Regions from separate parts of the Mus musculus genome. Here regions 2, 3, 4, 5 and 6 are each linked to region 1. Evidence: chromatin contacts called from public HiCAR-type, HiChIP or PLAC-seq and promoter capture Hi-C data. All regions are on one chromosome and are shown on one strand. The core of a region is the stretch at or near the end of the contact, and the rest is flanking DNA. Distances in the headings are between cores, read along the strand shown.

Region 1 (3,825 bases), core at 931-3,430:
TAAAGTAACCGTTAGCATGTTACTTAAGACTTTTTTTTCTTTAATCATTTTATGTGTATAAGTGTTGTGCCCATATGTGTATGTATGTGCACTACATACGCGCCTGGTGATCACAGAGGTCATTAGATTCCCTGGAACTGGAATTGTGAGGTAACTGTGAGCTATCTGACATGGGTGCTGGGAACTGAACCCAGGTTCTCTGAAGAGTAGCAAGTGCTCTTACCCACTGAGCTGGCTCTCCAGCCCCAAGACTATCTTCTTAAACTATGAGAATCTGACAATTATAATCATTTCATATATGATGAACTCAAACAAGCCTACACTCACACTAGGACATGGACACTGGTTTTATTAGTATTTATTTCCTGTGTTTATGTGCATGGGTGCGTGAATGACACAGTGCACATAGGAAGGGGAGAAGACAACTTGTGGGTCTTGGTTTAAGCCAAGCACAGTAGGCACATGAACAATGCCAGCACTCAGGAGGGCAGAGGCACTAGGACTAGAAGTTTGGGGCAGCTTGGGCCACACTGGACACTATTTCAAAAAGAAAAAAAAAACAAAAAGAGAAAAGAAAAGAAAAAGAAAAAGAGAAAAATTAGTAGTCAGTGCCACATTTCTTTTGTGCTGGAAAAAAGGTTGCTAAAATGACCATATTGGAAATCACACCTTTTTTTTTTTTCTTCCCCCGCCTGGGCACTGTTCCCCTGTGCCTAGACATCTCTCTCCATTTTCACTTCAATGTTACTTATATTCAGTGCTCCTCAAAGTCCTCAAGGACTTTGTAATGATGTAGCTTAAGTTCTGCCTTTGAAAACTTTTATGTCCTTCTGTCTTCAATCACATCCCTATATAATAATTTATATTTTCAATGTATAGCCACAATAATTATTTTCAGGTAGTAATCTCTACTTATTATATTAATGTTTTTTAAAAAAGTAAGATGAATATGGGAGAGTCAGAGAAGGAGAGGATAATCAAGAACTATGTTTAATCCAATTCTGTAGCTTCTAAGGACCAATTTTTAAGTCTGTTCTTATGACCATTTATTTAATAGTTGCTTAACATCTATTACAGGTTAGGAAGTGTTTAAAATATGCAAAAATAATCCACACATCTGTTTCATATATAACTTCACCTCAAACACATAATATGTATATATGATGGAACTCTCAGCTTTCTGGAGCCTAATATGTATTTCATACACAACATCACTTTATATATACATATATGTCATGTAATTCTGTGTTGTTCTTGAGTCCAATACAAGGACTCTTAAATGGATGGTCCAAAGAACTTAAAACCGTCCAGCATCCTCTCATACTGTCCAGATGTTCCAAGGCTTGTGAATTTGTGTTTTGCTATCTCTACCTTTGACTGCCACTTCGAGGACCACTACTCCCGTGCTTACAAACTGCTTTTTTAAAGTGCAAAATGTGGGTCTAAGAGTATTATAAGGTAACCAACAATTTCCCGTCTCATTTCTATGCGGCTTCCTGTCTTCATGTGCCAGGGCTCCATAGCTGATTTCCTACACTCCTGGAGAACAATCTATTTCCAGAACCAATGGGGCTCCATCCCATAAATGTTTTATGGTGGAAAGAGTCAGCAAGCGTTACAATTCGATGGTTTCCTTCCAATCTGACCCAGCCAGAGGCAAGCACAATCTGGGTCATCGCTGTCAAAAGTTAAAGTGATGGCCCCTGATCACCTTAGACGGGGGTGGGGTGGGGGACACCGTTCCCCGAGCTTCCTGGGCTTCTCTAGGAGTCCAGATCCCACTCAGGCCACCAGATCCTACAGGTTCGCATTGCCCAAGAGAGTCCTCCCTGACAACACATTCATCACTGAGTGTGGACTGAGCTTTGCCTTAAGGCAACGATGTGAGCTAGCATTCGCGGGATCGCCGGGGGAAGGTCCCGGGTGCCCAGCGGGCCTAAAGACGGTTGCCAGTCCGGGACCACCGGCACGTCCCTCGGGCCCACAGCCGCCCATGGCCACTCACTTGGTGAAAGCTTCTCCTAGGTCGATCACGACTGCTGTCTTCTCGCCGCCGCTCCCAAGGCCCTCGTAGAGCGGCATCTTTGAGAGACCGACGTAGAGAGGGTGAAGTGGTCCGCCCGGCGGGGGGGCTGCCTCAGCGCGGGGGCGGGGCGGGGTCCTCACAAAGCCGAGGACCCGGGCTGGCCAAGGAGAGGCCTGACGTCGCGGAGGCCGAGGCGGTCAGGCGCGCCGGACACCTTAGAGGGGCGGAGCCTCCCGGGTCCTCTCGCTCAGCGGCCGGGGGCGCCTGCGCGGCGTAGTAAGGATTTTTAGCGGCTTAGGAGGGGAGGCAGGAACTTGAGATCGCTTTCTCATTCTCCAGTTCTGTGTTGGTCGTTTATCATGACATTTAGTCGCCGCAATGAACACACAAGATAGAGTCTGCTCAGAAGAGATTGGCTTTCACTCTCCCCGAAGCAGTTCTAGAAAAGGATCCTAAGATCTAAATTCAAAACTTGGATTGGGAAGGCGGAAATGCTCCTTAATTACAGCAGTATTTGTGGTGGTTTACATGCGAACGCCCCCCCCCCCCCCCCCCCCGCGCGCCTAGGCTCATCTGTTTGAATGCTTAGTCACCGAGGACTGGAACAGTTTTGGAAGGATATGGAGATTTGACCTTGGAGGAGGTGTGTCACTGGGAGTGGACTTTGGGGTTTAAAAAGCCCACACTAGGCGCAGCTCTCTCCTCCCTGCCTCCTCTGCCCCCAACCCCCACCCCGGACCCTTGTTGCCTGGCAATTAAGATGTAAAGCTCTCAGCTACTGCTTCATTGCCATGCCTGCCCGCCACCCCACCCCCCCATCATTAACTAAAACTGTAAGCAGGTCCCCGATTGACGATTCCTTTTATAAGAGTTGTCTTAGTCATGTTGTCTCTTCCCAGAAATAGAATAGTTACTAAGACAGCAGTTCTTGCCTGTTGCTGGGGAGATTGATTGGATTTCTAGAAGAGGAGAAACCAGGTGTCATGGTGGCAAGATGCAAAGATATGATCAAAGCATATACATGAAATCGAGAACAAATAAATAAAAATTTAATAAGGAGAATATCGTGGTTATTTTAGCAGAAAGAAAAAAAGAATGAACACAAAACAAATATATTCCTTAATAATCTCAGATGTTTGAATGGAACCTCTTGTGGAGTATTTTTTAAAAAGAAAGATTTAAGAGTACATTAAAAAAACAAACAAACAAAAAAAACCCTGATTTATTTCTCTTGCTGGCTGGAAGCAAAGAATGTTGACCCAACTGAAAAAACTGTCCAGACAGTCTGCAAAAGAGACATTTTCTCACAGTCATCTAACAAAAATCCCAGCACTGGGCAAGGAGATGCTGTTTGAGCAGTTTGTCAGAGATGTCCAAGAAACTCCCCAAACAAGCTTTGCTGTTGCTCTTAGTTGCATTGCAGAGGTTGAGGATAAGTCGTTGTTGCTAAGACACCATGCACTTTAGACAGAGGACCCAGAGGTTCTAACCAGAAAGCCTCCTCCCTGAGAACTAGCTTTCATGGTACCAGAAGGCTCCATACAAGCTTTCAAAGAAGGGAAACCAGTCTTACCCAACCATGATATTCATAAACAGACACACACAAGCTGGTGTGTGTGTGTGTGTGTGTGTGTGTGTGTGTGTGTGTAATGAGATTAAAGAAACAGAGACCATCGATTTGAGAGAGCAAAGGTGTGGCACAGGAAGGGTTAGAGCGAGGATGGAAACGAAAAGAGGTGAACAATGTATTTGCATTTTAATTTGAAAACTGAAGATAATAGAAACTGTTCAAACAAGAA
Region 2 (3,896 bases), core at 778-3,277, 1.2 Mb after region 1:
TCATACACACACTATTATCTGCTCAGGGGCACTTCAGACAGAAAATTGTCTGAGGTGGAGATGATAGGTTGAACCTGAGCCACCTACTGGCTGGAACCAACATTCAAACCAGCGAGTCCTTCCTTCCAGCGACAGTCTGTCCTGTTAAGCTGGTCTAACCCTAAAGATGAAGGACTACCATCAAGCACCGAATGGGAATTACATTGGTATGGTGACAAAGAACCACAAAGTTTTACAGTTATAAGGTCTTTTAAGTGACTGCATAGCTCTCATTTTTACAGTGGAGGAAACACAAGTGCCCTCCCCTGTGAGTGGCTATCTGGAGGCATGGACATTTAAAGCTCTCTCTTAGTCTAGTGATTAAGGAAAGGTTGAGCCAGGAAGTCTGCATGGGACTGACCTAGGCACATATGTTATACTTGTGTAGCTTGGTTTTCTTTTTTTTTTTTTTTTGTTTTTTTTTTTTTTAAGATTTATTTATTTATTTATTTATTTATTATATGTAAGTACACTGTAGCTGTCTTCAGACACTCCAGAAGAGGGGAGTCAGATCTCGTTATGGATGGTTGTGAGCCACCATGTGGTTGCTGGGATTTGAACTCAGGACCTTCGGAAGAGCAGTCGGGTGCTCTTACCCACTGAGCCATCTCACCAGCCCGTAGCTTGGTTTTCAAGTGGGATAAGCAGGAGCCCGCCTTTGGGACCCTTTTCTCCTACTGGGCTGCCCTGTCTAGCTTCAAGAGGAGAGAATGTGTCTAGTCTTATGCAACGTCACATACAGTGGCTGGTTGATATCCATAGGAGGCTGCCCCTTTTCCTAAGTGGGTGGGTGGGGGTGGGGTCGATAGTGAGAAGAAGGCTACAGCGCTTTGGATGCCTGCTTTTAAAAATTTGGCAAGAATTTGAGGTTGGGCCAGGACTGGGAAGTAGGCTCAAGATGAACACAGCTGAGGACAGAGTTATTTTGTATTTTGATGGGTCTTGATAAGACTCTGAATACAACTATCATGGCACCTTTGTTTAGGCTTTGTTCCTTAACTCTGTTTATGACTTAGGACTGACCTTATTCTTTGCATGTACTTAGAATTGTATAAAAGCAGACTGACTGGAGGAAAAATAACCTTGCTTCAACCTCAGAACGGGCTAGGGTTATGTTAATAGTACTGTCTAATTGTCTTTTTCTTTTCAATTTTTTCATCCCTCCCTGGAGAACCTGTTGACTGAGCTGGCTTAGTCAGGAAGGCCTGAGAGAAGGAAGGGGAAGCTGGGGCAGAGATGTAAATTAATAAAGAAAAGTTTGGGGCTAGAGAGATGGCTCTATGGTTAAGACTGTTAACTGGTCTTACCTGAGGGCCTAGATTCCCAGCACCCACATGGCAGCTCAGAATTTCCAGTTCCAGGCGATCCTGTACTCCCCTTTCTGGTCTCACAAACTCCTGCACATACCTGTTGCAATAAGCTCGCATAGGCACATATACAAGTCAATAATAGAAACCAAAAAAACAACACTAAATGACGACAGAGACCGAGCCGTCTACTTTCATCCAGCGCCTAGCTCAGCGCCCGATATTTACAAGCTGAGTCAGTGGTTGAATGAACAACCAACCAGGAGCCCCATGAAGGGCCCAGAAACCTGCGGGCAATCAGCAGGGTAGTGACAGGGAGCGGCAGGAGGTGGCTTAGTCCCCAGCTCCCGGGCCACAGCGTCGCCAACCGACCAGGAGGCGTGGCCGAAGGAGAGGCCGCAGGAGCCAGGGGTCACCCCGACATGCCCAGCCTTCTCTGGCGGAACAGCGCCGGCGTCCAGTCAAGCCTGTGCGGGCGGAGGTCCCGGAGAGTGGAACCACCACCCGGTCCCCGCCTTCGCCCTAGCTCCTCTTACTCACGGCGTGCTGCGTCCCTGCGCCTGGCCGGCCCTTCGCCCTCGGTCTTTTCCTTCCACGGCGCTCGCTCATTGGCCAGCGGAGACCACGCCCACGTCAGGCAAACGCGCGTGTTTCATTGGCTCTCGTCTGGGGGCGGGGCTGGAGAGCGGCGCGCTTCACCCTTAGAGTCCGTTCAGGTTGCGGGTGCTGGGGTGGAGGGAGGGGAGGTGGCGCAGGCCATGTGGCCGACCCTGCGCTACGTAGGCGGTGTCTGCGGACTGGCCCGGTACTGCGTGGCTGGGGGCTTCCTCCGCGCAAGTGGACCGGCGTCCGGGGTGCCCGGGCTACTGTGCGGGGGTGGCCGCAGAAGCTCCAGCACCAGGTAAGTGAGAGGCGGCGGCCTGCACTTGCTGTTCCGCTCAGGGATCTCCAACTGAACCTGTCTGTGTCCCCCGACTCGATGTCTCTGTCCCCGGCGAGGAAGTCCTGATTCTGTGGTCCAGCCTCGAATCCCAGGAGCTGCTGACCCGCAGGGTTCGTCCACTGCGTTTGTGCGCCATAGGAAAGGCAGTGTTGAGTTGAGGTCCGGAGCTAATCTGGCTCCGAATACACAACTCCTCTCCATTTCTTAACCACTCTAAAGGGTGACTGGTGACTAGGATCCTAGTCTGGCCCCTAGGTGGTCACTTTGAAGATTAAAAGACCTAGCACACTGCCAATAAGTATGCAGCTTCTTAACTATCATCCCCTGTGTTGCTTGGAAAATCCAGAACTTGGCTTCTGTGGGTCAGTTCCTTGCACACACTAGAGTTGTCCTCACTAGAAGCAACTCAGTTGCCTACTGTGAGCTGCCTAGGAAAGCTGGCAAATACAGTGTTCGGTGTGAAAGCTTTAAGGGCGGGGTGGAGGGGTGGGGGTGGGGGAGCTTTTGATTGTTTGAGACAAGGTAGACCATGCGAATGGATTTAGTGGCAGACCGAGGTGTGGCACGACCCTGGAGAGGGGCAGTGTTTTTGTTTAAGACGCGTTTAAAGCATGTTAAACGGTACTGGTTTGTTTTCCTTTGGCTGTCCTATGACTCCGGTGTAGATCAGGCTGGCCTCTAATGCCTCAAGCTATCAACCTGCCACTCCTTTCCTAGTGCAGGAATTAAAGGCACGTGCCACCCAACCTGCGCCACCTTAACTTTTGAGACTGGATCTCTCCCAATTTCTCTCCCTCTCCCTGTCCCCCTCCCTTTTTCCCTCCCCCTCCGTGTGTGTGTGTGTGTGTGTGTGTGTGTGTGTGTGTTTCTATCTGTCACTTGCTTTTTCCACATGGGGTCTCTCTTTGTATCCTGGCTATCTTGTTGACCAGGCTGTCCTTGAACTCAGAGATCTTCAGTGTCTGCAGGGATTAAAGGTGTTTGCCTCCACTGCCTCGGGGCAGGAGAGGGATGGGGTGGGGGATAGGGTCTCTTGAGGTGATTGGTTGGTTGCTCAGTAAGCACGAGGGATCTGCCTGTCTCCCTGCCCCTGATCCCAAGGTTACATGGGTTGAACAAGGAATGCCCTTACATAAAGGTGCTTTGGGTACAAACTCAAGTCCTCACTTGTATGGCAAGCACTTTGCCAATTAACCATTTTCTTATCCCAGTTTTTAAAATACTGATTATTTTGAAACAATTGTAGACCTATAGAAAGTTGCAAAAATTATAGAATGGTTTTATGTCACCTTCCTCCTGTCCCACCATTTGCCTTGGTGTTAATGTTGATACAATGCACACATTCAGGTTTTACCAAATTTATGTGCATTCTGTGTTCTGTGTATAGCTCTATACAGTTTAATCATATTTTGTGTAATCTCAGTTTGGGCATAGAAATGCTCTATTGTGGGCCTGGACACGGGTGCCCTCTAAGGTGTCAGGGCCCGGTTATTAGTGAGCTTTTGAGGATCACCAAAGACGAGCCCTGACAGCTGCCCACAGCTCTGCCAGACACTGGGCTATAGCAGCTGCCCTGGTAGCAACATGAATGAACAGTATCTGCCAAG
Region 3 (3,731 bases), core at 814-3,313, 1.0 Mb after region 1:
TCTCTGTCTCAAGCTGGCTACTCAGGTTTCCACTCTGTGAAGGCTCACAAGGGAAATGTCTCTGAGGTCTTAGCATCAGGAAAAGATACGCCTCTCTTGATCAATTTGTTCATCTTCCTCTCAAAAGCATACAAAGAAAACCCACCCTCAAGTCTTCTTTGTGCTCTCTCTCTCTTGCTCTCTCTCTCTCTCTCTCTCTCTCTCTCTCTTTTGGTTGCATTGTTCTGGTTTCCTGCTTCCCCCCTTTCAAATCTGATGCAGTTTCCTCTCATTTATTTTTATCTTGTGTAAAAATAAGTATTTTGTGTGAGCTGCCTCAAACTCTCTACGGGATAATGCAGGTATAAATAAGAGCAAATACATCTCACACTAGACAAAGGATCAACATCCCCATTTTGACTCTAAACTTGGAAGACTGCTCTCCCCTCACACAACACTGGCCCTCCAGGTTGACTATCCTGCGGCCAGTGTGGTGGAAGGCCTTCAACCCATGAATATCCCACAACGGCCTAGTCACACAGTGGGTAAGGGTGGGTTTGACTACATGACCACCATAAATCCATGACAGTAAACAAGTACTAAGATACCAATAGAACACTTGAAGAGATTTTGAGTCATCGAAGCCAAAAATATGTGCCCACCAAAACAAGTGCCAAGAAGATTTCAAAGAAGGAACTGTTCTTCAACCATTTTTTTTTTCAGTGCAGCACACACACAGGCTTTGTCCCTGGGGCATGTAAGTCTGGGCTTACTTATGTTCCCTAAATAAGTGCTCTTTGTGTGTGGATCACGAGAAAATGCATACAGTCTCTGTTCCGTTAAGGTGTTAATTTAATTTCTTCATTTATTAGCTATAAGAAGTTATTTCTCAAAACAGAATTAGAGTGTGTCTGGAGTCACGTGTCATCTGAAATTTGTTCTGTTGTCGTTTTTTTTTCTAGTTTTTTCAATTTTCTTACATTTTTATTTAATTTTGTGTTTTGCCTGCATGTACAGCTGTGCACCATATGCATATGTGGTGCCTACACAGGCCAGAAGAGGGCGTTGGCCCTCCCTCCCAGCCCACTCTGGATCCCAAGTTGGAGTTAATGAGGAGTGGGCCGCCACGCAGGTGCTGGGAATCAACCTCTGAGCTGCAGCCGGTGCTGCTAACAATTGGGCCATCTTTCCAGTCCTTATCTGGTTTTCCAACTGAAAATCTCTGTAAGACTCTAGAAGTAACTTTACCAGTATACATAAAATTGGCAACTTCATTTCTACCTTAAGAACAAGACTGGAACTCAAATTACAAAAGAGATTGAAACATTAACCAAATCACTTCTCATAACTCCTGCCCAATATTTTGGGCATTGTTAGTTAGGCCTCTTACATTTTAAAGCCTCTTACATTTTACACTCCTCTTTACAATGCTGTAAAAATGGTTTACAAACATTTCTCGGGTGTCAAATGCAAAACCTATCCTCTTCCAGCTACAGATAAGGACACTGGGATGTTGCCACGTATGCCTTGTCCCAGATCACCTACTTTGGAAGCAGAATCAGACAAAGGTCCCTAGCTTTGCTTTAGCATCTCTAAAACTCCTCCCATTAACACTTGCAATATTGCGGTGATGCCCAGAGACCACAGAAACTTCGAAAGGAATTGGGGTTTTCAAAAATGGCTCTGGGAAACCCTGGTGGAAGACAGGTTCTGCAGGTGTGCGGTCCAGCCTCGGAACTGGTACCACCGGGAACAGTGTGTGGAACAGGACGGTGCAGTCGGGTGTGCCGGCATTTAGTTAACCCGGCACTCCCCCACCTCCTGCCCGGGCGGCCTCAGTTTACCTGTACCGAAAGGAAGCAGAAGGCAGCGCTCCGGAGGCCTGCGGACAGACCCTCCTCCTCTAGTCCGCCGGCCACTGGGCGAATCCTGGCCGAGGCTGGGCGGGTCAGACGCCGCACGAACGCCTCCGGCGCCCCGCAAGCAGCTGGGAGGCGGGGCGCGGCGGCGTCCAGGGTGTTGTGCACTCGGCGGGCCTCAGGGCGGCAGTCTGGGCCCGCGGCCTGCGTTCTCGGGCGGGCCAGGCTCGATCCGCGCCGGCCGCGAACGTGTCTCCCGGTGACGCAGCCGCGGGTGGGGAACGTGGTGCGGCGGCGACTGTGCGCACGGCCGTCTCGGAGAAGACGCGGGTCTCCGACGCCGGCGCTCGGCCAAGAACGGACGGCCTCTCGGGTACGGCCGGCGCGGGGCCTGGCGGGACCGACGAGGCCCGGAGGCTGCCGGGGTTGCGCCCCGTGACGCCCCCCGCGCTCGCTCTCGCCGGTGCAGGCGCAGCTGCGAGCCGAGGCTCCATGTTGGGAAGCGCCGCGCGCCCTCGTTAGCGGGAGACGGCTGCGGCGGGCAGAGCCCCGGACTGGGCGCAGCGAAGATGGAGGCCCCGCTGAGGCCTGCCGCCGACATCCTGAGACGGAACCCGCAGCACGACTACGAGCTGGTGCAGAGGGTCGGCAGCGGCACCTACGGGGACGTGTACAAGGTGAGGCCCCGGCCCGGCCTGCGAACGTGGGGCACCCCCGGGATGCGCCGGACCACAGCGTCCGGCCAGGAAGCGGCCCGGAGCCCGCCGCACCGTTCCGAGCACCCTGGGTTCCCCATCGGTTCTAAGGCTAGCGACCGGCAGACTTAACCGCACCTTCCAGACCACGGCTGAGCTTTTTTTGTGGTTTTAAGGCGTATTTATGGTATTGAAGTTATTCCGGAGGATGGTTTGGTGTTGATGTGGGGGGAAAATGCTTCGCGGAAGGCGGTAGATAGGAAAGAGTATTGTAAATCTAGACCTTTGCGTCCTGTACTGGTTTGGGTGAACTTGCCTTGAAAAAAATCTCTGTGGAACCGGACTCTAAATTGTCAACTGTAAGTAATCTGGTTCTGGAGTAAAAGGATTTGTGTGTAAACATGACAGCCTGTAGGAAGATGTCTTTGGGGACCGGTGAGGTGGCTCAGGGTGTTAAAGGCCCTTAGAGCCAAACCTTACTTAGGACCCCAGAACGGTCCCCGGATTCTCTTGGTGGAAGCACGGATCCCCCACACATACACACTCACACACTCCCAGGAAATAAACAAAGTGTAATGAAATTTAAACATATTTAGAGGAAGACCTTTGTCACCTGGCAGAAGTTTAGGCATTTTGTATCTGGTTGATAATAATGAATATAACTTATGGGGTTTTCCTACTAAACTAATTCCTCTCTATGGGATTTATAGCATTCCATAATCATGAGTGGATAATTACTGCTACCCTTTTTACTGGTCTCTTATATTAAGACAAATAATAATAAATTTGTAATCTGCCGTTACACAACAACAAAAAACATGCCATAGCAAAGCAAACCGATTTCTTAAGTCTGCTAAGTTTTTGAAGGGTTCAGAGGAAAACACTGTCCAATATTCCCTCATGGCTTTTGTTCTTTGTCCCAAAGGGGCAGAGTTAGTGCAGTTCCTTATGGGGATTAAGAAAAAGCTTATTTTTGACCTGGGTGTTGGTGGTGCACGCCTTTAATCCCAGCACTCAGGAGGCAGAGGCTGGTGGATTTCTGAGTTCAAGGCCAGCCTGGTCTACAGAGTGAGTGCCAGGACAGCCAGAGCTGCACAGAGAAACCCTGTCTCTAACACCCCCCCCCCCAAATAAAAGCTTATTTTCCTTTTGCAACAGCTTGATATTTTGACCTATGTATGTATCAGTATGTTCCAAA
Region 4 (4,086 bases), core at 736-3,235, 1.1 Mb before region 1:
TCAAAGCATTAGCCCAGTTTTTATGATTTTTGACAAGGGTAGATCCCATCAGTGCTGGCACTGAGCTTCTGAGCAATTACTTGAGAACAATCAATTTCTTGCAATCAATTTCTTAAAGGGATGAGGGGAATTAAAAACAGCTCTTTTAAGACAAAAACCCGAGGATCTCCAAATTATCTAAGACTTCATCGAAGAGAAATTACTCCTCTGTATCAGTGACACCTGATCCTCTACACCAATTATGGAAAGTGCTGCTCAAAGCCACAAAGGTACTCAGAGGACGATGGCAGTGAGGCTGGCTTCTGTAAGAATCTGCCATTTGCTATGAAATGAATCCAAAACAATGCTGGCCTACGTGTGAATTTACACGTGTTATTATTGCTGAACAATAATTTCCTCAAACTTTTCATGTGGAGACTCTGGTTACAAGGCCCTTTCTCCTTTCAAATTCCTGGAGAACAGTTTTGTTTTTTGTTTTTGTTTTTTTTGTTGTTGTTGTTGTTGTTTTTTGGGGGGACTTATGTTGCCGAGGGAAAACAGAAAAAAGTCTGAAATGTCTCATGTTTGATATTTTCACTTTACCAAGTATCTGACATCTTTTTTTTAAAAAAATTCTTCTTTATTTTATAATCTTAAAAACAAACTTTTATTATTATAGTATTGTGTTTTCATGTGTATTTGTGTTTTGCCTGCATTTATGTCTGTGCACCATGTACCAGCCAAGTTCCCGCAGAGGCCAAAAGAGGAGAAAGTCAGAAAGGGATATAGGAGCCACTGAACTGCAGTTACTAAGGGTCCTGAGCCGCTGTGGAGGTTCTGGGGATCAAACCCCACGAAAAGCAGCAAGTGCTCTTAATCACTGAGCCATCTCTCCAGCCAATCCTTAACACCTTTTTTAAACACAACTGAACTGTAATGAGAAGGAAGTCCCTTCTCCATGGGCTTTGCGTCTAAAAGATCTCAAAACCAAGGCCAACAAACCAAAGCTCATTTACCTAACGAGAAGAATCTGTACAACCTTTCATAGCCATTGGTGAGCTATAGCTAAAATGTTGTCCTTGTTTTTTTCTGCAGCAGTCTAAGACCCTTTGTGAAGGGCTTAATGTATTTACATTTGATGTCCAGTGTAATAGTGCACGCCTTTCAACCCAGCACTATGGAGGCGGAGGCAGGTGGAACTCTGCGTTCGAGGTTAGCCTGGTCTACAGAGCAAGTTCCAGGTCGACTAAGGCTACAAGGACAAACCCTGTCTTGAAAAACAACTATTACATTTGAGGTTGAAAAAGCAAGTCTCGTGGCAATTAGGTTCTGCTTCCTTGTCCTGTTCTAACTCTGCTTCTAATTCTGAAGTCAACCACCAGGAATGCTTTCCTGGACAAGAACAAAGGGACTGAAGGAAGGGACACAGGAAGAGCACAACAAAGACTCAGCCTTTAATTCTGCACAAGCGCTCTTCTCCAGCCATTCTGGAGCAGACCATCCCAACCCCGGGAGAAGTCAGTGCCTGGGCTCAGCGCAGCCAAGGGCCAGGCTGCTCGCTGCAGCAGAGCTGTCGGCCCGATGGCGAGCCCAAGACAATGCGAGGAAAAGCAATAGGAAAAAAGGACAGAGACACGCCCGCAGCCTAATCGACCACTTACCCATTGGCCACACTAGGTTCCCCTGAGAAGCCGGGGATCAGCGGGTCCGAACGCAGCGCCCGAACATCCGGGCCACAGCGCTCTCAGCCGCTCCGCCTCCCGCTAGCCTGGCAAGCACGCTGGAACCCCGCCCCTGCTACATTCGGCTCCGAGTCCCGCCCCACCACCGCTTCCCCCGCTAGGGGTGTCGGGGGTGCACGCGGCGGACTTCCAGGCCTAGGATTCCCAGAAACCTAGTTTCCTAATCTAGGCTTGGAAGCCTCTCTCTCTCTCTCTCTCTCTCTCTCTCTCTCTCTCTCTCTCTCTCTCGCTTCCGGGTTTGAGCTCAGAGGCTCCACCTTTTCCGGGTCCAGACTCAGGTCTCGTCCCCGCCCTGCCTCCAACTTGAACTGGTCTCCACCGCCTCCAGTGTCTCTTTGAAGGGGCCCTGAGGTCCCGCCCCCGTTTCCTAGACGAAGCTCGTAGCTCCGCCCACCCCGTGCATTCAAGTCGCCGAGGCCTCGCTCCTACCCTGCATTGAGGTCTCCGAGGACCGCCCCCATCGTGCGGGCTAGTTTTCTAGGCACCGCCTCCGCAGAGTAGTCTCTGGAGCCCCGCCCCTATTTTATTGGCTCCTTTTCTAGGCCCTGCCCCTGCCGCGTGTCTAGTCTCCGAGGCCCCGCCCCCGCCGAGCAGTCCAGCCTCCGAGCCCCGCCCCGCTGCTGGAGCAAGTTCCGAAGCCCCGCCCCCTCCGTGTGTTCAAACCTCTGGAGCCACGCCCCCATTTGGGGGGTCTAGTTTTCTAATCCCTGCCCACGCTCCCTGTCCTGTCGCCCAGGCTCGCCCCTGTTGGGAGTCTAACTCTGAATCCTGCTAGCTCGGGCGCGCCCAGTCTAAGATTCCGGACGCTGGTCGCTGGGTGATCTCTGCTCGCCGGCTTGGCCCTGAGATTGCCACCGGTTCTGCGCGTTCTCCCGTTGGGTTTGGCGCTTTCTCCCTGCTTGGAGAGAGCACCACCGCGCTGTGCGGCAGTCCCTGGACGCAGACAATGGAGGCGGCGCTGGCAGTGACCCGGCTGCCCCCAAACGACCCGAGGACGCCAGCACTGTCGGTGGTGGACATGCACACAGGCGGCGAGCCTCTGCGCATCGTGCACGCCGGGTGTCCGGAGGTGGCAGGGCCCACGTTGCTGGCCAAGCGTCGCTACATGCGTCAACACCTCGACTACATCCGGCGGCGGCTCGTGTTCGAGCCCCGCGGCCACCGGGACATGTACGGGGCCATCCTGGTGCCCAGTGAGCTGCCAGACGCACACCTAGGCGTCCTGTTCTTGCACAACGAAGGCTACAGCTCCATGTGCGGTCACGCGGTGCTAGCGCTGGGCCGCTTCGCGCTCGACTTTGGACTGGTGCCCGCTCCCCCAAAAGGCGCCCGGGAGGCTCAGGTCAACATCCACTGCCCGTGTGGTCTGGTGACCGCCTTCGTAGAGTGTGAAGGTGGCCGCAGTTGCGGCCCTGTGCGCTTCCACAGCGTCCCAGCCTTTGTCCTGGCCTCAGGTAAAGGGTGAGACTCACTAGACCCGGTTGAGACAATCCGCGAATCTAACCACTGCTCTGTGGCTGAATATATCTGCGCAACTAACCCACCCTGCCTGCCCTTGCGATTAATAAAAAGGTAATTCCAAATTACTGCAAACACGCTTCAGTGTCTTTGCCTTACAGGTTTGGTGGATGCAATTCTGCTGTCCTGCTGAGCGGATCCATGCTCACAAGGCCTGGGGGGAGCTTAGAGTGGAATGCGGATGAATTGTGCGCTTCCTTTTTTTAAGATCCTCATTCCTTGCTTGTCAGGATTCATAGCCGCTTCACAGTAGACTGAAGTTAAGGACCAAAGGACAGTGTGTGTACCAGAGTTCGAGCATAGCTTAGAATATGCTTGGTAAGAACTAAATGACTCTGAAAGGCACTAAATTTGTAAGCAAAGCTATTGCTGTCCTTGTTGAGAAACAAAGTCCTTGGCTGGACACACAAGTTCACAACCCCTCAAAAGCCATCCAACCTTAGGCAAAGTTCACAGACTCCTTGACTGAGTCTGTACCTTCATTTTATCTCAGAGGTTTTTGTGGTTAGTAATGAGGGTATGAAACATTGTTAAAATTTTTTTTTCTTAAATTAATGAGTGTTCATTGTTTTATTGTTTTGAGACAGGGGGTCACTGTGTAGCCCTGGCTGGAATGGAACCCTGGAATTTCTACGTTGACTAGGCTGGCCCACTTCTTGAGTACTGGTAGATTTTTTTTTTAAAGATTTATTTATTTATTATATGTAAGTACACTGTAGCTGTCTTCAGACACTCCAGAAGAGGGCGTCAGATCTTGTTAGAGATGGTTGTGAGCCACCATGTGGTTGCTGGGATTTGAATTCCGGACCTTTGGAAGAGCAGTCGGGTGCTCTTACCCACTGAGCCA
Region 5 (4,000 bases), core at 858-3,357, 1.1 Mb after region 1:
GACAGGAACAATAACAGCAATCCTGTCTCCCACTGGGGGCACCTACCTGGCGAGCACAGGGTCCTGAGCTCCACCCAAGTATGGAAATTAGTAATAAGATCGCCATCTTGTACTTAATTCAATCAACTAGAGGGGTTTTGTTTGTTTGTTTGTTTGTCCTTCTGCCTTTTGCCATGTCCCAAGTGAGAACTGCAGCCCACTGGGGAAGAGAGAGGTGTTGGCGCCAAAAAATTTCCATAAGTCTCTTAGAATCCTGAAGCGAGAACACATCTATAGGGAAGGTTAAAAGTCAAATTCATATTAAAACCATTAGAAGCCATTAACCATCTATTTTAATAGCTAAATCCGCTGGTGAGATGGCTCAGCAGTTAAGAGAGCTGACTGCTCTTCCATAGGTCCTGAGTTCAAATCCCAGCAACCACATGGTAGCTCACAACCATCCGTAATGAGACCTGACGCCCTCTTCTGGAGTGTCTGAAGACAGCTACAGTGTACTTACATGTAATAATAGATAAATAAATATTTTTAAAAAATAGTTAAAGCCAAAAGGACCGCAAGGATGCCGGGCACTGGGGACATTGCAGGTGGGAAGGTAAAATGGAAAAGATAAGCTCAATGTGCAGAGGTCTCCCGCTAAGGATTTCCCCAAGAAAAATGAAGACCTGGCTTCACAGAAAGCACCATGCACGGCGTCTATAGCGGCTTCATGTATAATCACCCCACACTGGAAACAATCCAAATATCCTTCAACCAGGATTGAATAAACAAATAAATACCAGTCAGTACGTTCATACAACAGAACGCTACCCGGCAATAAACAGGAAGACACTGCTGCTAAATGCAAGATGTGTGTGGCTCTCAGATGTATTCTGTGAAGTGAGAATCTGACTCAATAAAAGCTGTGCACTGTATGTTTCCATGTACGCGATATTCTGGGCAAGGCAAAGCTATCGAGAAGACAAAAGTCAAAAAGAGTAGGCATTCACATTTGCACATGATTTCTGGGGAGGGTCCCAGACCACCACGAGTCTATTCTAGTAACTCATTATACCTCTACCCTTTGCCAGGCAGCCGTCACGCTCGGTATGCCCAGACCCAGCTTCCTCTTGAGCTCTGTGTACATTTGCATCGCACGTTCCTTGCCCCGGGTTGGCCAGGTTTCACATCGTGCGTTTTCTCTGCTGTAGCCCTGCCGCCAGCACACAAGCACCTCGGCGCCTAGCATAGGGGATGGAAGGGCTGACAAAATGTAGAGGCTGTCTGTGCGATCCTTATTTCAAGATTTCCTGCATCCATCAACTGCCACTGTCACTGTACTGAAACAGGTTCAATAAGAAGGTGATTGGGGAAAGAGTCAAGGCAATCAAAGCAGGCTCTGCACCGCCAAGACCCCACTACATGGGAGGGAAGGCCATCCTGCCTCCCTCTATTGCCTCACTCTCTCTCATTCATTTTTCGAAGCTGCAGCACCGAGCAATTGCTGTCCTCCGGGGTTCACAGGCGAGGAACGGACACCAAGGAGTGGACGTAATAAGGTATGGACCTGGTCACCCTAGCCCGAGCAGGCTGCTAGGACAGCCTGGGAGCAGGCGTTCTCCCTGCAAACTCTCCATGCTGTGATTTCCACGATTTAAACCCTCTGGACCTGCAGCGCGGGGTCAGGGACCCGGCCAAGTGGCTGCGGGTACAGCAGGGCGGAGGGCGGCCCCGCCCAACCGGCGCGGTTCCCATGGGGATCGCAGCAGTCACCCAGCCGAGCTGCAGGCTGCTGTGCTAGAGCTGGGCCGAGAGGCGCCTCAGGAGTCAGGGTGGGAGGTCCCCACAGTCCCTGCAGTTCCCGCAGTCCCCACGGGCCCGGTTGCCCAGCCGGTGTCCTCTTCCGGAGGGAATTGAGACCCGAAACTAGAACCGGGGAAGCCCTTCGCCTTCCTGGTGCTCCAGCCAGCTCAAGTGTCTTAGATCGTATGAACCATAACGTTAAAAAGATAGATTATCTTACAGCTCGGCTCGTTTTTGGATGCTGGCTACATCTTTAGCTCGAGGGAATGAAACAGACAACTGAAATTAGGTCACCCATGGCAGCCACCTGTAGACTCCCAGCCTTGACCGCGATGTCATTGCTGGGTGGGGGTGGAGTCCACACCTGGCTGATCCTTATTCTTTAACTCGCGCCTTGTTTTCTCTAGATCGCGGACGACAGCCCTTACTTGATGAGGCTCGAGAGAGGTCAGTTCATAAACGACCTTTAAAAACTATATGAAAATCCGTTCTCAAGAAGACTTGCTCCTCCTCTGTAATGGAAAAATATGAAAAAATTGGAAAGATTGGAGAAGGCTCCTATGGGGTAGTGTTCAAGTGCAGAAACAGGGACACGGGTCAGATCGTGGCCATCAAGAGGTTTCTGGAAACCGAAGATGACCCTGTCATAAAGAAAATCGCCCTTCGAGAAATCCGCATGCTCAAGGTAGCTAATTTGCTTTTTCTGTGCTAGATAGATGCTCTGGGCTGAGGCTCTGCCCTCTTCCCACACAGCCTTTGTCTTCAATGGCACAAATCAGAGTCTGTGCGCAGAGAACGGATTATGTAAGAGTAAGAAGGTGGACAGGAGAGGTGTGGGGCTCTCTTGGCGTCAACTGCAGACAGTCTTTTCACGGGTCTCTAAGAAGCAGAATTTAAAACAACTCGACTTTGCTAGAGTTTTTGAGTTTTGAGCTTCCAGCTTGTTTTCATTTTGTATTTTTAACCCATTGTCCTGTTTTCTTGGGCTATATATGCATCTGTATATGTGTGTTCATGTGTGCGCGCATAAATGTGTGTGTGTGTGTGTGTGTGTGTGTGTGTGTGTGTGTGGCATTTGGAAGCCAAAGGTTAACACTAGCCATCTTCTTCAACCATTTTCCCCCTTGTATATGGATACAGTGTCTCACTAGGATTGCTAGCCAGTGCTCTCCAGGATCTAGTACTGGGATTGCAGGTGGACAGCTGCCCTCGGGCAGCATTTATTGTGAGTGTTGGAATCTAAGCTTAGGTCCTTGGACAAAGGTGTTCATTACAAGACAAAAGTGTGTTCCCTCTTATTCTGGAAAGAGGCTTCTCTGAATTTCTCAGAGGCAATGCAGCTGCTACTGCAGGATGAGGCAGGCCATGGATGGCTCCCATGGGGAATCAACTGTGCTTCAGAAAGTGTGGCCTCGGTGTTCTGTCCAGACCCTGGCCAAGTGTATGAGTGGATGATGCTCTCAGAAGGGGTGAACTCAAATGTTTGTGCCGGTTCCCAGCTGGGGTCCTCTGCCTACTCTCCTCCACACAGCCAGTGTTGCACTCTGCTCTCGTGAGCCACTGACCATGTCCACTTTCTCAGTAGAAGCTGATAGCTGCCTTACTCTTTATTTAGCATCATCATTGTCAATATTATTACTACTTTGTGGTGTTAAGGATTGAACCCAGAGACTTTATCAAATTAACAAAACCTTCTCTCACCGAGGCACATTCCCAGTCTTCAATGGGTTGATTTACTCAATAATAATAGTAATAATAATAATAATAATAATAGGCTAGAAAGATGGCTCAGTGCATAAATGTGCTCACCACCAAACTGATAGCCTCAATTTGATCCCTTGGTCCTACATGATAGGAGAGAATCGATTCCCCCAAGTTGTCCTCTGACCTCCATGGTACACAGTAACACTTATGTGTTCCATCCACCAAAATTAGTGTTCCCAGGAGCACGGTGGCTGTTCTCTTTGGCTCAGAGAATGTCCTCTCCGACCTCCCAGCACAGGTACGTGTATCTCAGCACATTTTATTATCACTGTGTTTCCAGGTGTAGCTCCCCGAGTTTCTCCTTCCAAGTCAATGCTAACTGAGTGAGAATCAAGGCCCCCAGGTTGACCTCTGACCCCACAGTGCTGTGTAGCAACTGTGTGTTCACCTACCTAAATAAATAACAATGTGAGGTGTGTGGTGAACACCACAGAGCGTGTGAAAGCAGGAAGCCCCC
Region 6 (3,888 bases), core at 1,351-3,850, 1.2 Mb after region 1:
GCAGATCTCTGAGTTTGAGACAAGCCTGGTCTACAGAGTGAGTTCCAGGACAGCCAGGGCTACACAGAGAAACCCTGTCTCGGAAAAAAAAAAAAAAAAAAAAACACAAAACAAACAAACAAAACAAGACAAAGAAAAAAACTGAGGAGTTCAAATTTCAGGCAGTCCCAGGTCATAAATATTTGTTGAAATATTTCACTGTTCCTCCCTGTTTTTTGTTTTGTTTTGTTTTTAAAATCCAAGTTTGTATTTTTGTTAACCTGCTTTCCCCACAACTCAGCAGCATGCTGGTCACACATTCTCAACACTGGATTTGTGGGCTGATGGCCTGTGGATCCAGAGGAGGCTGTGTCTCCCGGGATTTTTCAGTCCCAAAGCCTGCCCCCGTCTGGATTGGGTTTCTTGAGCTGAGGTCCATGGCTAGAGTGAAGAATGTGTTTGTGCTGTTTCTTTTGTTTTTATTAGGGTACCAGAGCCTCTCGTGAAGAACATAACTTGGCAGACACTGCAGGCTGTAAATTTCTGCCATAAACATAACGTAAGTGTCCCGACCCCCTTTGAACACCCAGGTGGCTTCTTCTCTTGAGCCAAAACCGAGCCTTATTCAAAGTTCATACCCCACCTTTGTGGGTATACGTTTTTTTCCATGAAAATCTTCCTAAGCCTGGGGGCGGAGGGGAGTAAGGAACTTAAAGATGGCAGATCTTATGGAAACATACATTATAAAAATCATTTTAAAAAAACTAGTCGTTTTTTGTTTTTGGTTTTTGTTTTTAATTTGTAAAATGTGAGGAAGAAGGAACCCCATTTACTTAGAGAGTCTGTATTATTGGATTGGTTTCCCCAAAAGACTTTGAACTGGAAGAGGTAACTCCAGATGCTTGCTGCAGTTACAATGGGTGGAGTCCTAGGCGCCAAGTCCTAGTGTCTGCCCTGGTGAGATAGGAGTGTTAAATGGGCGTCTGGTCCTTTTTGCCACAGCTGGACTGGGGGGAGGGCGGGGGGCCGGGTGCGGGGGGGGGGGTGCGGGGGGAGCCACTGTAGGAGACTGCCCATGTGACATGGCTTCATAGATGCTGAAAAATCTGCTCTCCTCTCTCACCCCACACAGAGCTGCCCCCTTTCTACACATGGAAGCCAGCTTCCTGGGCTGGCTCCCAGTTGTGTGGTCAAGTACTCAGAATGAATGAGCCCTTGAGTTTGATTCCCAGTACTGCGATCAATCAACCAACCAATTAATCAATATAGCAGAAAAGAAAAAGGTGTGTGTGTGGGGGGGTGGAATCAGAGTCCAACCACTAAAAACACTCAAAATCCCAGAAGGGAATTTTAGAGTTTCACTGGACTCCAGTTATTGGTCACCCAGGCCCGAGGGGTTAAATCCCCTCTGAGCTTGCCCCAAGTAAGTTTTCCTGAAGCTGCTTACAAGGAGAAAACACGGGAACAGTCATTATTTTGGCTTTCATTATCGGAAGCCTAGAATCCTTATCAGAGCTGGAGTGTCGCTCCATGGTTAGACCTCTTGCCTTGCCTGCATGAAGCCTTGGGTTTGACTCCTTACAGTGAAAACAGTCATTTTAAGGCAGGACGAGTGGATGCTAGACGCTTTGATCGGTGATTAGCACTTTCCCAACAAACAAGTTTCAGCATAAGGGTGGCAGGACAGATAGTGGGGCTGGAGGATACAGAGGGAAGGGGAGAGGAGGGGGCAGAAAGAACGAGAAAGCTCGCCAGCCAGCCCTGGTGGGGGAGATCTGAGGAAAGTGAAGATAAATACAGTGCATACCACAGCTCTCTGGAGAGCCGCAGACGCTGCTGGGCTCCACGTGCTGGGGGGGGGGGGGGCTGATGGGGGGAGGGTGCTGAGCTTGGAAAGAATTCCCAAACAAAGGGGGGGGGGGTGGAGCACATTCTTGTTTCTGAGTCCTTCTGCCCATATGTCATCACGACATTCATGGAAGGACCTATTTATAGCAAAATGCAAAATGGCTGGTGAAAGACTTCAGAGCCCAGGGCCATCGATTACTGAGAACCAGATAGGTAGGTTATAAGGTAATTTATCCACCCCACCCCGCCTCCATTTTTTTTTTCCAGAATAATAATGCTGATGGGAAACACTAACGTTGCTCTCTCGCCCTAAAAGTCCCTTGGAGTGGGAATTGCTGCGCCCACGAAGAGCCTCTGTCCTCTTTCCGGATTCTGGGGTCAAGGAACCCTCAAGAGTTGCAGGCTCCAGGCCAACAGTCACTGGGGCGGCAGAAAGACCCAGCGTTTCCCAGCAGAGAGGAAAACCCTTGGGAAAAGGGAGGGGTCACAAAGAACCCGGAGTAATATTTTGTCCCAACTCAATTTTAAATGTTAACCGTTGATTAAAAGTTGTTGACTTAAGAGATTTTATTTATTTATTTATTTATTTATTTATCTGTCTATCTATCAAAGACATTGTCATTTAATAAGAAAGTCCCGTGGGAGTCCTCAAGCGCTCCTCTTGGTAGTGGCTTCACCCTCTTAAAGAATGTAGCTTGATACCAGCGGGTGAGGCAGGATGCAAGAGTCTCCCGCTGGGCTCCTCTGTGCTGTGGGACAGAGCTGACACCTAGCGACCACGACGCACCCCGGACGGCGAGGCCGCAGCCAGCTCTTGTTTATCTTGTCAGGACAAATGTCAGAGCTGGAAGGGCGATCTTTTGGCAGGCACACGAGCTTCCAGCCCTCTCTCTCCCAGCTTATCTCAGCAGGCCCAGGGCTTGTCTTGTTTACCGAGCGAGCAAGCCGCCTTCCAGTGAACCGGGCTTCTGCTCCAATCTGTCTGTCGTTCTTGCCACAGGCTGAAGCCTCAAAGCCTTTCGGTCCTTTCCCCCTTCATAGACAGCAGGCAGGTTAGGGGTGATGCCTAGTTAAATATAAAGTTCCTTTTTCTAATGCAGACTGTTTGAGATATACTTAACATTTTAGTTGGGTTGGAGGTGGAGGTCAGGTGGCGTGCTCGGCTAAGGTTCTGGACTGATGCCCAGCACTGAAAAAAAAAGTCGTTTATCTGAAATCCAAACGTAACTAGGTATCTCACGTGTTTTTATTTGCTGAGTCTGGCTCTTGACAGTCATTTTTCCTATCACACTTCTTGGTTTTTGTGGCCACTCAAGAATTTGAAATGATTCTGTCTGTAGGTATGGAACTAGGTTTATTTTAGTCTGCTGTTTTAGTATCCAACAGGTCAATGGCAGATTAAACTGATATATCCAATATCTGCTAAATATTCCAGCCCTTTACTCGTGGCAGATATTAGAGTTGCACCTTCATGACATTTTGTTTTGTTTGTTTGTTTGTTTCTAACCAGTGCATACACAGAGACGTGAAGCCGGAAAATATTCTCATCACCAAACAGTCAGCCATTAAGCTCTGTGACTTTGGGTTCGCACGGCTTCTCAGTGAGTACCCACGGCTTCTTCAATGTAAAAGGAACATTCTTGCTGGGACAGCTGGTTTCCATACTACAGAAAGCTGGTTCTTGTATTCTGCCCCGGGAATAATCTTGCAACAAATTACGGTTCCTGCCAAATCTTGTAATGAAATATAACTTGAAAAATGTATAAATACACAACAATTTAGATATGTATGCTATATGTAAATTGTAGCACAAAAGTTATTATAAAGCCTGCTAATCTCCTGCCTTCTCCAACCCCCCAAACAATACTTACCAGAATTAATACTTCAGATGAATGCCTTTTAATCTTGGCTATAGATTAACACCCAAGGAACTTTTAAAAAGTATGCGGGTAGCCTTGGGCCCTCTCCAAGTGTTCGGATTAATTGGGCCGGGAGGAAGCCCAAGTATCAGTAATTTAAAACATCCTACAGCCAAGTGATGACAACCAGCAGCTAGCACTG

The links. Promoter capture Hi-C pulls out the DNA fragments that hold promoters and counts their contacts. HiCAR-type assays count read pairs that join an accessible place to other places. HiChIP or PLAC-seq counts read pairs in DNA pulled down with a chosen protein or histone mark.
Region 2: a contact with region 1 is called in a promoter capture Hi-C map of pre-B cells, with 2.9 times the contacts expected there. The contact joins the promoter of L2hgdh here to the promoter of Actr10 in region 1. A contact is called at or near these places in 8 of 39 promoter capture datasets (the 3T3-L1 cell line, 3T3-L1-derived adipocytes, the C10 cell line and 4 more), 2 of 115 datasets of contacts at active chromatin or transcription factors (the 230-238 cell line and astrocytes) and 2 of 9 other capture datasets (embryonic stem cells and pancreatic islet).
Region 3: a contact with region 1 is called in a HiCAR-type map of astrocytes, with 4 times the contacts expected there. The contact joins the promoter of Atl1 here to the promoter of Actr10 in region 1. A contact is called at or near these places in 9 of 39 promoter capture datasets (the 3T3-L1 cell line, cranial neural crest, embryonic stem cells and 4 more), 1 of 484 Hi-C or Micro-C datasets (CD4 T cells), 3 of 115 datasets of contacts at active chromatin or transcription factors (astrocytes, pancreatic cancer cells and pro-B cells) and 1 of 9 other capture datasets (adipose tissue).
Region 4: a contact with region 1 is called in an H3K4me3 HiChIP or PLAC-seq map of embryonic stem cells, with 7 read pairs. The contact joins the promoter of Jkamp here to the promoter of Actr10 in region 1. A contact is called at or near these places in 2 of 39 promoter capture datasets (both in liver), 1 of 484 Hi-C or Micro-C datasets (CD8 T cells), 1 of 115 datasets of contacts at active chromatin or transcription factors (embryonic stem cells) and 2 of 9 other capture datasets (adipose tissue and liver).
Region 5: a contact with region 1 is called in a promoter capture Hi-C map of liver, with 2.0 times the contacts expected there. The contact joins the promoter of 4930512B01Rik here to the promoter of Actr10 in region 1. A contact is called at or near these places in 6 of 39 promoter capture datasets (the 3T3-L1 cell line, the SN4741 cell line, cranial neural crest and 3 more) and 1 of 115 datasets of contacts at active chromatin or transcription factors (pro-B cells).
Region 6: a FOXA1 HiChIP or PLAC-seq map of pancreatic cancer cells shows a contact between it and region 1. The contact joins the enhancer-like site here to the promoter of Actr10 in region 1. A contact is called at or near these places in 2 of 39 promoter capture datasets (both in the 3T3-L1 cell line), 2 of 115 datasets of contacts at active chromatin or transcription factors (astrocytes and pancreatic cancer cells) and 1 of 9 other capture datasets (embryonic stem cells).

The regions. Positions count from the first base shown.
Region 1 is chr12:70,936,212-70,940,036 of GRCm38.p6, reverse strand. It overlaps Actr10 (ARP10 actin-related protein 10), which reads right to left and starts at 2,180. Exons shown (of 13, transcript NM_019785.2): 1 at 2,006-2,180. The coding sequence starts at 2,082.
Region 2 is chr12:69,723,005-69,726,900 of GRCm38.p6, reverse strand. It overlaps L2hgdh (L-2-hydroxyglutarate dehydrogenase), which reads left to right and starts at 2,027. Exons shown (of 10, transcript NM_145443.2): 1 at 2,027-2,247. The coding sequence starts at 2,105. Dmac2l (distal membrane arm assembly complex 2 like) reads right to left here and starts at 1,956. Exons shown (of 5, transcript NM_026536.2): 1 at 1,887-1,956.
Region 3 is chr12:69,891,437-69,895,167 of GRCm38.p6, reverse strand. Atl1 (atlastin GTPase 1) reads right to left here and starts at 2,063. Exons shown (of 15, transcript NM_178628.5): 1 at 1,824-2,063. Map4k5 (mitogen-activated protein kinase kinase kinase kinase 5) reads left to right here and starts at 2,005. Exons shown (of 32, transcript NM_201519.2): 1 at 2,005-2,515. The coding sequence starts at 2,408.
Region 4 is chr12:72,083,738-72,087,823 of GRCm38.p6, reverse strand. It overlaps Jkamp (JNK1/MAPK8-associated membrane protein), which reads right to left and starts at 1,985. Exons shown (of 7, transcript NM_024205.2): 1 at 1,641-1,985. The coding sequence starts at 1,644. It overlaps L3hypdh (L-3-hydroxyproline dehydratase (trans-)), which reads left to right and starts at 2,511. Exons shown (of 5, transcript NM_026038.2): 1 at 2,511-3,175. The coding sequence starts at 2,668.
Region 5 is chr12:69,788,451-69,792,450 of GRCm38.p6, reverse strand. It overlaps 4930512B01Rik (RIKEN cDNA 4930512B01 gene), which reads right to left and starts at 2,107. Exons shown (of 8, transcript NR_033573.1): 1 at 2,000-2,107. Cdkl1 (cyclin-dependent kinase-like 1 (CDC2-related kinase)) reads left to right here and starts at 1,744. Exons shown (of 10, transcript NM_183294.2): 1 at 1,744-1,808; 2 at 2,187-2,464. The coding sequence starts at 2,297.
Region 6 is chr12:69,756,748-69,760,635 of GRCm38.p6, reverse strand. Cdkl1 (cyclin-dependent kinase-like 1 (CDC2-related kinase)) reads left to right here. Exons shown (of 10, transcript NM_183294.2): 4 at 466-538; 5 at 3,338-3,428. Among named protein-coding and RNA genes, the nearest start is that of Mir681, 5.3 kb to the left of the region's middle. RefSeq lists an enhancer at 1,374-3,227. Within about 2 kb of position 2,600, at least 124 of the 459 cell types and tissues checked have an H3K27ac peak or open chromatin away from gene starts, as enhancers often do. A contact at or near this core is called in pancreatic cancer cells, where this site is marked.